Regions from separate parts of the Triticum aestivum genome. Here region 2 is linked to region 1. Evidence: chromatin contacts called from public Hi-C data. All regions are on one chromosome and are shown on one strand. Each heading gives the region's core, a stretch centred on a gene start, on an enhancer-like site or on the middle of the called end of the contact. The rest is flanking DNA. Distances are from core to core; before and after follow the strand shown. Region 1 holds the start of LOC123069161. Region 2 holds the start of LOC123069162 (protein IWS1 homolog A).

Region 1 (5,873 bases), core at 2,530-5,029:
TGAATGAACTTGTGCCATATACAGAGTTTATGGGTAAGAAGGTTGCATGCTGGAATGGACGAACGCGCAGGGACTTGGCTGAAACCTGGGCATAAAAAAACTCCCAAATGGTACAAAAAAGATGCGCTAGGCGTTCAGGCTAAGGACTAATCGGCACTGTTATTCCCCAGAAGAGCATCAGAGGTCACGTGCAGCCGCAGAACCATTTCAGACTAAGGGGCTGTTTGGTTCTAGGCCTAGCATTGTCACACTTTGCCACATATTTTGGCCAAGCTTACCTAAGGTTAGTTCATCAAAATGAAAGCCACAAGTTGGCATCTTGGCATCCAAGGTGAGAACGGATAAACCATGGCTAATTTGATGGTAGTGGCAGAGATGTAATGCAGCTAATTATATATAGGCGCCACTTAGGCTAATGACGACGCCTCGGCCACCTCTCTCTCCCCTTGTTGACCGTATGATACCGCCGCACATGCAGGGGGGAGGATTCTAATGGTACGCCGCGCCAACGTCAAATCGCGTCGGATTAAGGTATTTGGTTATCTGCAATTGGGCCGCAGGGAATAGATTCTGACGAACCAAATACGTCCGTCCACCAGCAATGCCGATGGTACTACCACTAAAGGTATACTAATGCTACCACCGTCCGTATATTCTGTAATTGTCAGATTCGATGGGTGGTATTCTTTCTTCCTGGCGCGTCGATTGCTGTTGGTGGTAGAATCTTACGGCATGCGTGGTGCAAGAAACCTTAATCTTACAGCGGTGATAACATAAACTTCTGGGCGAGGAGGACTCAACAGTGGGTCGGTGATAATCATATCGTTGGTGAGATGCAGGGATGTACTGGTACGAATTTTCCACTTGTCGTAGACGTGTAGCTGAAGGTGAGTGCGTAGGTGCCACACGCACACACACACGCCGAATGCGACTAATGACGGAAATTATCTGTCGCTATTGGCTTTGACTAATCGAACAGGGACTAGTCATGGTTGCGTTATTGCCGGGTGCAGTGCGATATCCATCTTAGAGCATCTTCAACAGTCGCCCCAAACGACGCGCGCGGGAAGCGTTTGCGCGCGCGCGCGAAAAGGCCAGCTCACGCGCAAGATTTGGCGCGCCGCTTCGCGCGCGCCTATAAAAGCTGCGCGTGCCACGCGCCTTCTCCACACACATCTCTTCCCCTCTCCCTCTCCCTTTCTGCCACGCGCCGCTCCAGCGCTTCGCCACCGCCGCGCCGCCATGCCGCTGCGCCGCCGAGGAGCGTCCGGCCACCGCGGCGTCCGCCTGCGGCCCAACGGCAGCTACACCACGGAGATACGCTCCGGCGAACTCCGGCTCGCCCTCGGCACGTACGGGACGGCGCAACAGGCTGCCCGCGCGTACGACGCGGCGGCGTGGCGCCTAGGCCGGCCGCGCGGCCAGATGAACTTCCAAGATGTGTACACCCTCGAGCAAGCGCTCAACCTCGCCCCTCTGCCTCGTCTGAACACGGAGGAAGACCGTGCGGAGCACGCCGAGCGGCAACGCCGCCTCCTCGTCGCCCAGGAGGACGAGAGGGTCATGGCGGACTGGCGCCAGCGCCACCCGGAGGACGTCGCCTACGAGCAAGCCTACTGGGCAAGGCGCCGCGAGGAAGACACGCAAAGGTGCCGCGCGTCGCGGTTGGACAAGCGTCGGCGGAAGGCGTTGGCGAATGCGCAGTCCGACCTCGTTGCAGCAGGTGGGCGGTCGTTCTTCACGCCGAACGATGAGCGGTGGCTGGACATCTGGCTATCTACCTCGGACGACACCGCCGAGGATGATAGTGGTGATGATGATAGCGACTTAGAGTAGTTTTTTTTTGTTAATGCAATTTATGTTTATCGTTTGTCGTTTTTATTTTATGCAATCTATGTTTCGGATGTAAAATACCTTTGTATCGTTTAATCTATGCAATCTATCTAGTTTTTTAAAAAAATTCAACTTTTAAAAATGCATACATTTTTAGTCGCACGCGTTGCATTTTAGCGCGCTGCATTTCAGCGCGGCTGCTGGAGCCAGCGCAGCGCTGCATTTTAGCGCGCTGCATTTCAACAGGTTTTTTGCGCGCGGCGCTTTAGCGCAGCTGTTGGAGATGCTCTTAGGGCAACAACGGAAAGGAGACGCAAAACTGGAATTGTGGGAGGAAAGTGCGAAGAAGTATTTGGTACCTCTAGCAGCACTTTGAGAAATTTACTGTGTAGTGGCGCCAGTGTACTGCACCCTGCAACTACAAGCAAGGCTGCAACGGCTTTCGCTTACAAATAGTCACGGGTACACCGCTGCCGCCCGTTAACCATGGCTTCACGCTTTCACTGTTCAAGTATTCCTACTCCTGCCTCGACACACAAAAGTACTTCTACTCCACAACCCTATACGTATGGTAGTGGAGTACGTGCTAGTCCATGCACAGTAACTCTACCGACAGTACAGTTCACGTGTCCGACCCTCAGGTAAATCTCTCATGATGATGGTAAGTGAGTGGTAACATCACATCACCTGGCACGGCTGGCAGGTGGGCCGCGGCCGGTGGCGCCGCGGCTGGCAGGTGGGCCACGCATGAACAGCGGTAGTAGTGTACAGTAGAGCCGCTGAAGTCAACAACAGCGTAGCTAATACTCGTACTGGACAAGTACTTAGCTCACGCTCTACGGCAGGAGACAAAGGTCGGTGTGCGCCGTGGTCCACCGGCCCGGCCCGTGTGCGTGGCCGTAGACGTGGTGGACAGTGCGCAGAATGCAAGGACCAATCGTGCACTCACAAAAGAAAAGGTCTATCTCACGCCCTAGCACCCATTTACGAGCGCATTCAAAGCGCGCTAAATTACGACGCGACGGGGTTGAACGCTGCGTTCCTGATGGACGGCTGGTGATTTTTTGGCGCGGTCTGTCTCGTCCGCCGAGAGTTTTGCTCCGGTGGGCAATGGCGTGCGTGTGGTTGATTTGTCACGGGGACTTTTGCGGTACTACGAGCTTAGGAACGTCGCTATCCTCTTCGTACTTCAGAAATCAACCACGTGTTTTTGCCAGAAAAAATTAACATGGGGCGCGTCAGCAAACACACTTGTAGGACTAGTACTAGTAAACTAGTGGGGAGGAAAACTACAAGGAGCGCTGCGCTGTTTTTGGTTTTTCCTTGGCCCAAAGGCCAAATTTCTTCCCCCTCGCACAAAAAATTTCAAACAAAGAAGATGACCTCGCATATCATGCCAGGACAAAACAAAAAACAATTGATAAGCACCTGACGAATTCGAGACTGGGAAACCTATGTTAAGTTTTTCGAGACCAAAATGATCTTTGCTACTACTCCTAGAAGAAACGGCAGCGGAGGAACCACGCGATTGATTGAATCGTAGAGGAAGGGAAGAGAACTCACCAGATGACGATGAAGCAAGCGGGCGACGGAGGCGCAGATTATCTCCCGTTGGTGAGAAAAGAGGAACCAATCTTGCGAACCACTCGCCCCTCCCCGCACGCCGCACCCCTTCTTCCTCCCCGGTTCCCTCGGTCTCTTGTCTCGGACTCAAACAAGGGGCTGGCAGTCAGGAAACTCGTGAAGTCGTGGTCGGCGCAGGCAAGCTCGTGCTCGTGCTCGTCCCCCACGACACCGACCTGTCGCCGCCTCGTCTCGTCCGGGGCAGAGGCCACGGGATGGAGGGGCACGGGCGGCACCGGGCAGGGAGACGACGACGCGCTATTGTGTTGGGATTGGGAGGCGACGATAAGAGAAAAACTGGAGTGGTAGGATTTCCTTCCAAACCCCGTCATTGATCACCTGGGGCGTATTTATTCGGATTCAATGCGCGCAGGTGCTTTGCCCGTAATGCCCTCCCGCCCGGCCCGGCGCGCGCGACACGTGGCAGGTCGGCGGTGAGGTAGGAGCTAGGAAGGTCGGATCAAAATTGCGGTGCGGTTCAGCGCGATTTTGTTTGTTGCTCCTCTTCGCTGCTGCCGGATGTGATTCGCCACCGGATCAAGGATAATTCGAATCTAAATTATACTATTATGTGCTGAAGTAGGAGTATATCTGATTCGTCACTGATTGCATGAACTGCAGGACAGCTTCTATGATGTGTCGCTTGGGAGACGATGAAATGTAGGTGTCGTCTGGTCACTGGTGTGGTGCTGTTCCCTGCATCAACACATGGTGTTTATTCAAATGAAGAAATACTCCTATATTCTACTGCTACTGATTTGCTTCGGACACAAGCATCGACTAATCAAACGACCATGCATGTTGGGTACTAGACCAAACGGACAATTTGGACCATAGTTGTTGAGCCCTTCATTTTTCTGGATGAGTGCATCTCTCTCTGCTAACCTCAATACAGGGCTTTCATCATGTTTTATAACGGTAGAGCTATATGAGAATCCATAATCTATCATGATTAATTAACTGCTAGTCCCACCTATCCTCCCTACAGAGCAGCTAGGGTTTCTCTACTCTCACGCAACTGCGTCGTCATTGAGTTTTCCCCGTCCTTGGCTGCCCGCGGCTAGGTTTTCTCTTGCTTCGTCGAGCAACATGGAGTCCTTGTCCTCATGACTCCGACTCTGGGTCGAGGGTTCCCCGTCAAGGGATTGTTACTGCTTCCCAAGCCCTAGACCAGGGGCGAAGCCAGGTAAAGTTTTCAATGGGGTCATCTTCATATATTGCATGTGTTCAACCCCAGATACACTTTGATTACCATCGATTTCGGTAAAGCTTTAACATAAATCCATTTGGGGCACTTGATCCCATTCCCATAGTGCTAGCTCTGCCCTGCCCTAGACGGATGACGTCGCCGTCGGATGCTCAATCCGTGATAAGCGATAGCGCAAGAAGTGCTGCAAAAGTTGATTTGGGAGAATTCTCCGGTCAGGAGGAATTGAACAATGAAGTTTTTGATGATGCTGATATTGGCGACGAAGATCCGGCCGGAAAGAGACCACGTAGTGGCTAGTCCTCGCTAGGGTTCATACAGACAAACCCTTCAGCCAAGGTGCTTTCTGCCAGGATGTGTGTGCAGCGTGGAACCCTGCGCAAGAGGTCCGCTTTTGATCAGTCGTTGCCAACCTGTTCATCATCTAGGCTTCTTGCCTCGTCGACTGGGATGGAGCAAAGACCTTGGTTATTTTGGAATTGGGTTGTGCTGTTAGGCTTGACGGGTTAGGCATGGTTGAGGACGTGTGTATTGTGTACATGTCGACCCGGGTACAAATTCATAAGCTTCGTGAGAGTTACTGCAACAACAAGCTAGTTGAAATGGTGTTAAAGATTGTTGGGAAGATCGTTGAGATGAATTTGAACGCAACACAAGACATGACTACGTTAAGAATCCGTGTTCACCATGACGTGAGAGAATCGATGACCAAGTTGCTCATTGTGGTCCGAGGCAAAGAACGCCAAGTTTTTTTTTGTTAGATTTGAAATACTTCCCACATTCTCTAAAGTGTAAAGACTTCTTGGAGATTATTACAAGGAGTGAGGTACCAGTGTTCATGAGGGGAAAAACATGAAGTTAAGGGACTGGTTGTAAGCGAATCCTCAGAATAGGTCACGCGCTAAATTCGAGTCAAATAACTGGAACAACGGTGGTGGTGCATCTCCCGTCGAATGAAGCTTTATGTGCAGCCTATTCTGAGAAGGAGGTCCCTGACGCCCTTTTCTAAATTGGCCCTCTCAAGGCCCAAAAACAAATGATTTACCGATATTTTTATCAAACGAACCGGGCGGTGCTCAAAAAAGAAATTAGTGTCGCCGTTTGGAGTTATTTGAGAAGGGTATGATGCGAGAGGGGGTTACTGGTGTAGTGATCGGCCTAATCCCAAAGGTACCCCACCCAAAGCACCTAGAGGATTTCGGAATGAATA
Region 2 (5,873 bases), core at 2,405-4,904, 180 kb after region 1:
AGGGGTATTTAGGTTTTCAAGACATTTCTAGTTTTTGCTTATTTAGGAGCAAGTGAGACTAAGTGAATGATATAAGCATGACAGAGCAATATGGTAGCATGCCCAAATGATATAAGCATGACATGTTTCATGGGATAGAGTTTAACTCTACCTTCTCTCCCCCGCTCATCTATACGTGTCTTTAAGACCTTCCTTCTTTTAGGCGAGGTGGAAGCTGTCTCAGCAGCATGATCCTTCTTATTTCCATCAATTGGTGGATCATTGGCCTTTTCTTTTAAGGTGATCCCAGAACCGTTGCCATTGTCACTTCCAGTTTTACATTCAGAGGTAAACTCAGAATCGGTCCCTTTTTTGAAGCTTTTCACGTCGCTGACTGTATCCTGTTTGCTTTCCACTTTCTTCTGTTCTGATATATTGTCTTGTGCAGCTTCAGTGACAGGATTTCTGGCATGCTGTTTTGGTGGCTCTGGAGATGCAATGGCTACAAAATCGTCGTCGTCATCATCATCTGAACAATCAAAGATCGCTCTTCTCTTTCTGTTACTTCCACCATTAGAGGCCCGCTTGTAGTGTGCACTTTTTTCATCATCGCTACTATCAGCATCTGCTTCTTCTTTTGCACATATCTGTGCATCAGCTGTAACTGGAAGTATTTACAGCATGTCAATTTCATCAGCAACTTTATATACAGAATTGATATATGTACTTGAGATCAAAGTGCAAGAAAGTAAAGCAACATGGATTAAAACATGAGATTTAGTGAGAAAATACCAGCTACACTTGGTAGATCTTTAGCTTTAGTGACAGCTGGAGCCTTGGGTTTTGCAGATGCACGGCCCCACATTGTAGCCAGGGATGCACCATTACTGGGTAGGGACTTCCCGTTCTGAGCTTTGGTTTTATTTGCATGCACACCAACTGATGGCTCTTTGACAGACGGAGCATTAACAGTTTTATCCAAGACCGGGGCATTATCCTTCTCAGCTTTAATGCCTGTTTCTTTCACTTGATCGGATGGTTCAGGTAGATCTTGCTGTCGAACCATAGAAGATTGCCCTTTTGGAGCACTACTAGGTTTTGGCACTGCAGGTGCTACAACACTATTTGTAGGCTTTGGGGGCATTGAGCTCACATGCTTTCCTGTGGTAGTTCGCTTGACAAAAGAATTCCTTACACCACAAAACCTGTGCAAGAATTCAGAACCCCGGTGAGGGAAAGGTATCATATAATATTGACATGCTTTTCTTATACATATTGAGAAAAAATATTGAAATGCTTAAAAACACAAAATGTGATCCAGAAAGTACTATTTAATATATAGGCCCAGTTCTTTTGGCTGATTCTCCCAGATGTTGAGAATTGGATCTCCCCCTAGATTCTACCAGATTCTTAAACCCGTATTTATTTTTACAATCCTAACTAAATCAGCCAAAAGAACGGGGCCATGTGTTCTTCTCTAACATATCCCACCTGTGTCTCACACATTCCATACTAATAACATTTTATCATGTCAGTAGGGAGGCGATCATGTCTTGGCGCCTATACCTTTCCTCTCACTATAATATATGATGTAACTCGTCCCTTGGGCATTTGAGTAATAAATATTCAGGTGGGAACCCTCCCCCCCCCCCCCAAAGTGATTGTTCAACAAAAACATTTAGTCGTCTTCTCTTACAAACCCTTTGCAAGTATGCCTACACATGGTTTGGGGAGCAAAGCAAAGGGGGTAAAATCAGCAATACCTATTATCTCTCAAACAATTTTCTTCATCAAATGGCTGGTTGAAAAGCTCCTCTGCTTGCACAAATTCAGGATTCCAAAGTACAGCAGTATCTTTTGGAATACATGCCTGGATACTGTAAACCTGAACTGAACAAGAATCCTTAAAGGTTCGCCTTGCTTCTGCATCATACAAAGAAAACTGTTTAGAAGGAAGGATGACTCTTAGAACCAACATATTACTCCCTCCGTTCGGAATTACTTGTCACAAAAATGGATGTATCTACAACTAAAATACATCTAGATACATTCATTTTCTGGACGAGTAATTCCGAACGGAGGGAGTACTAAAGAGTGCGGAGAGGTAAATAATCTATTTTCATTCTGAACTCCAACAAGCATGATCACATTAATCATAAACAGAATGCTGTAACTTGAGGAATTGTGCCCCCCCCCCCCCCTCAAAAAAAAGATTTCCCGCATTACCTTCAAGTTTAGAGCTTGAAGTGAGTTGTACACAATAATTTTGGGGATTGTTCTTTAACCACCCAGACACACTGTAAATAACTTCATGATCAGTCCCGTGTTTGTTGACAAACTCCTGAAGCAACCTGGACAGCAGTAGAGACTAGTCAGATGCAATAATGATGCTATAGTTATGCAGTGGAAATAACAAGAGAAAGTGAATTGTCACCTCTTGGCGTCATTTGATGACACAGAAAAATTCCGGCTTAACCATTTGTACGAAATCTGTTAGAAGTAGCCATGTTGTAAACAATCAGGACGGACTGAACAAGGCAACAATAGTGGTCTAAACGCTCTTATATTTCTTTACAGAGGGAGTACGTGAAAAAAATCTTAAGTGAGAAGACAAAAGAATGAATAATCGTCTGGAGCTTGAGTGGCACACTGTTGTTTAATCACCCTGAAATCTGAATGAACTCATGCTGAAATAATTTTGCCAGTTGTAAACTGAGCACAGCAACGAGGTTAACCCTCCCCACAACCCAGAGAGGACTATAGTAATTTTAGCTAGTCGTCTAGAGAACAGTATCTAGCCTTGTTTGTAGAATCGATACAGAAATTGTGCATCAGTTGAAAAGAAAAATGAACCTAACTAGCACAAACGCACCATAAATTACCACACAATAGAATATTTTCGTTTCTTTTCTTTGAAATTTATCCACATATACAAACGTTGGCGTGGAATGAGACACTAACCTAGGTAGTCATCAAAGGAATCCAGGCTTATTTCTAGATCCATGCAGAAATTGTGCAGGGATAGAAAAGGGAACATTTTAATCATAAAAAGATAATAAAATGCACGGCTTATCACCACAAATAATATTTGTCTGTTTCCTTTTCTTTCTAAAACTCCCCAAATAATCATACGTTGACCCAGAAGTAGCCACTAGACCATTTTATCGGCATCGAAGTCACCAGAAGGGACACCTCACACGATTCGCAACCCTAACTCAAATCATCCGTACCAGCACGGGACAACAAGAACAATACAACCAGCGGAATCCAAGAACTCGCGTCTCCCCTGCTCCTCCGCCCGGAGAAACCCCGCGCAGACAGCAAGACGGAGCGAGATCGAACGGGCGAATCGTCATAGCGGCGACTGAGCCATCAGACAGGGGAGGGGAGGGGAGGGGAGGGGGGGAGGGGGGTGGTCCGATAGTTACCACGCGGAGCTGGTCGGAGAAGAGGGCGTGGATCTGGGGCAGCAGGTCGAGCAGCGCGCCGTCGGCCATCGTCCGGTGGCCTCCGCTCCCGATCCGGAAGGCTTTGGAACCCTGGCTAGGGTTTCGAATTGGGGAGCGGCGGGGGAAGACGAAGGGGGAGTGTGGCGCGGGATTGGATTGGGGCTGAGGGGCGGTTTTCCCGCCTCCCCTGTTTTGTTGGCGCGGCCCGTGCCCGGGTGAGGGTCCAATGGGCAGTACGACGGCGCGCAGTTCACTTGCCGAAAGAAAACCCGCTCGAGTTCGAGCGTTTTTTTTAGGGGTTGTTTGGCCCCAACTTGCTCAACCAAAATTTTGGCATGATCAAAGTAAGGGCATATTTGGCGCCTGTTACAGTGCCCGGAGTCGCTATGTGCTTGTATCTTGCAGGTCCGCTATTTCCCAGATGGCAACCTACTGGAGGCAACACCCCGTGATGGTATCTCATATTCGTGGAGAAGTTTATTGCACGGCTTGCAGTTGTTCAAGGAGGGCTATATTTGGAGGATCGGGGATGGCACACAAGTCAGCATTTGGTCAGATTCATGGTTGCCACGTCCATGGTCGCGGGGGGTGATCACCCCCCGAGGGCCTAACTTGCTGGAAAAGGTGAGTGACCTCATTGATCCAAGCACTGAAAACTGGGACGGGCAGCTTGTGCATGATACTTTTTGGCCCGACGATGTCAAGCACATTTTCCAAATCCCGCTAAGGGAAGGTACCCGGGACTTCATTGCATGGCAATATGACACCAAGGGGATCCACTCCGTCAAGAGCGCCTATAAGCTCCAAGTCCAACTTGAACGTATGAAGCAAGATGGAGGGCTGGGAGGCAGCTCACATGTGGCTGGCAACCTGGACAGTGCTAGTGATGACTCCTGGAAAAGACTATGGAAACTGTCGTGCCCTCCCAACATTCAAATGTTTACCTGGCGCCTCAAGCACGATTCCCTTGCTTTCCGAACCAATGTGGCAAGGAAGGGGATCCGGATCACCGATACTAAGTGCCTGTTTTGTGGTCGAGCTGATGAGGATGGCGCCCACCTGTTCATCAAATGCAAGAATGTGAAGGAGGTCTGGAGAATGCTGGAGACGGAGGAAGAACGAGTTAAGCTGGAACCCATCGGGCCCGTGCATGCAGTGCTAGATTTTCTTTGGGGCCTCGATGTAAAAAAACGGCTACATGTTCTAACCTTCTGGTGGCTCTGGTGGTCAAACCGAAATAAATTGAGGCAGGGTGAGAGGTGCTGGTCTGCAGATACAGTGACCCCGCCGCACGAGGAGTAGTGTGCTGGAGTTCCTTGACATCTTCGGGGAGCAGCCGGACAAACCAGCTCCTGGTAGATGGAGGCCACCAATGCACGCCGAGTACAAAATCAATGTGGACGGATCCCTCGTCCCTAGTCGGAACCATTCAGGCTGGGGGGTGGCTGTTAGAATGAAGGATGGCAATTTGGCCTATGCTCGAGCTGGAGACAGGAGCATATCACAGACGCTTTTGCCGCGGAAATCATAGCTATGGCGCATGCAGTGCACATTGCGGCAGATCTGGGTATCGTCCGGATGGAGTTGGAGACGGACTCCCAACTGGTGGCGGATGCTTTGGAATTGCAAAAGGCCGATTCTTCGGCGTATGCTGATGTCATTGAAGACATAAAATACCACTTGAAGCTTTGGTTTCCCAAATTTTCTATTTTAGTTTGTAGACGTCGCGCAAACTCTGTTGCTCACGAACTTGCCATTGTTGGCCGTGGATGTGATCCTAACCACTTTCTAGAGTGGGAGTCTGATGTACCCGCCCATGTGGGCGCTTGTGTCTTGGGGATTTGCCCAAGAGCAGTTAAGTTATAAAGCTATGGCTTTGCCCTCAAAAAAAAGTAAGGGCATAACCAAAAATTTGGCAAGTTGTTATTGTTTGGATTGTAGCCATTGTACCTCCCAAAAATTCGGCAAGCTCTTGGTTTGCCAATTTGGACTGATCGATGCTTGGTTTGATTTTAATTTAGTTGTAACGTTGAGGCAATAAAAAATAAATATAAAACATTATATTTTAATATGAGAATTTAGTTAACCATAACATTTGAAAAACAAAATTATCAAGAAAAGACCGAAATTCGCATGTAAGAGTAAATATACGGGGACGTCCCATATATTCAAAAAGAGACATTTATACTACTTTTGAACTAAGATGAAGCTCACGGCTGCCTTTACGGAAACTGAAACATTAGTTTGCTTAGAAGACAACCGGTAGCAGTGAAAGGTCGACGGCAGTAACCGATTCAAATAACCACTTCCTAATTGCACGTAAAAAAAATACACATACTACCGTTTATTTCCGCATCTGGTTAATCCGTTGACTGTTTTTTTAATCAATCCGTTGACCGTTTGTTTAACTAACACAACACGGGAACCACAGCTCACCAATTTTTT

What was found. Hi-C and Micro-C count contacts between places; a contact is called where the count stands out from the background.
Region 2: a Hi-C map of an unstated tissue shows a contact between it and region 1, with 4 times the contacts expected there. The contact joins the promoter of LOC123069162 here to the promoter of LOC123069161 in region 1. A contact is called at or near these places in 3 of 5 Hi-C or Micro-C datasets (leaf and an unstated tissue) and 1 of 1 datasets of contacts at active chromatin or transcription factors (leaf).

Annotation. Positions count from the first base shown.
Region 1 is chr3B:160,041,198-160,047,070 of IWGSC CS RefSeq v2.1, forward strand. It overlaps LOC123069161, which reads right to left and starts at 3,780. Exons shown (of 2, transcript XM_044491941.1): 1 at 3,397-3,780.
Region 2 is chr3B:160,222,565-160,228,437 of IWGSC CS RefSeq v2.1, forward strand. LOC123069162 (protein IWS1 homolog A) reads right to left here and starts at 3,655. Exons shown (of 9, transcript XM_044491943.1): 1 at 3,408-3,655; 2 at 2,414-2,469; 3 at 2,206-2,330; 4 at 1,743-1,902; 5 at 1,023-1,184; 6 at 772-986; 7 at 152-643. The coding sequence starts at 3,476.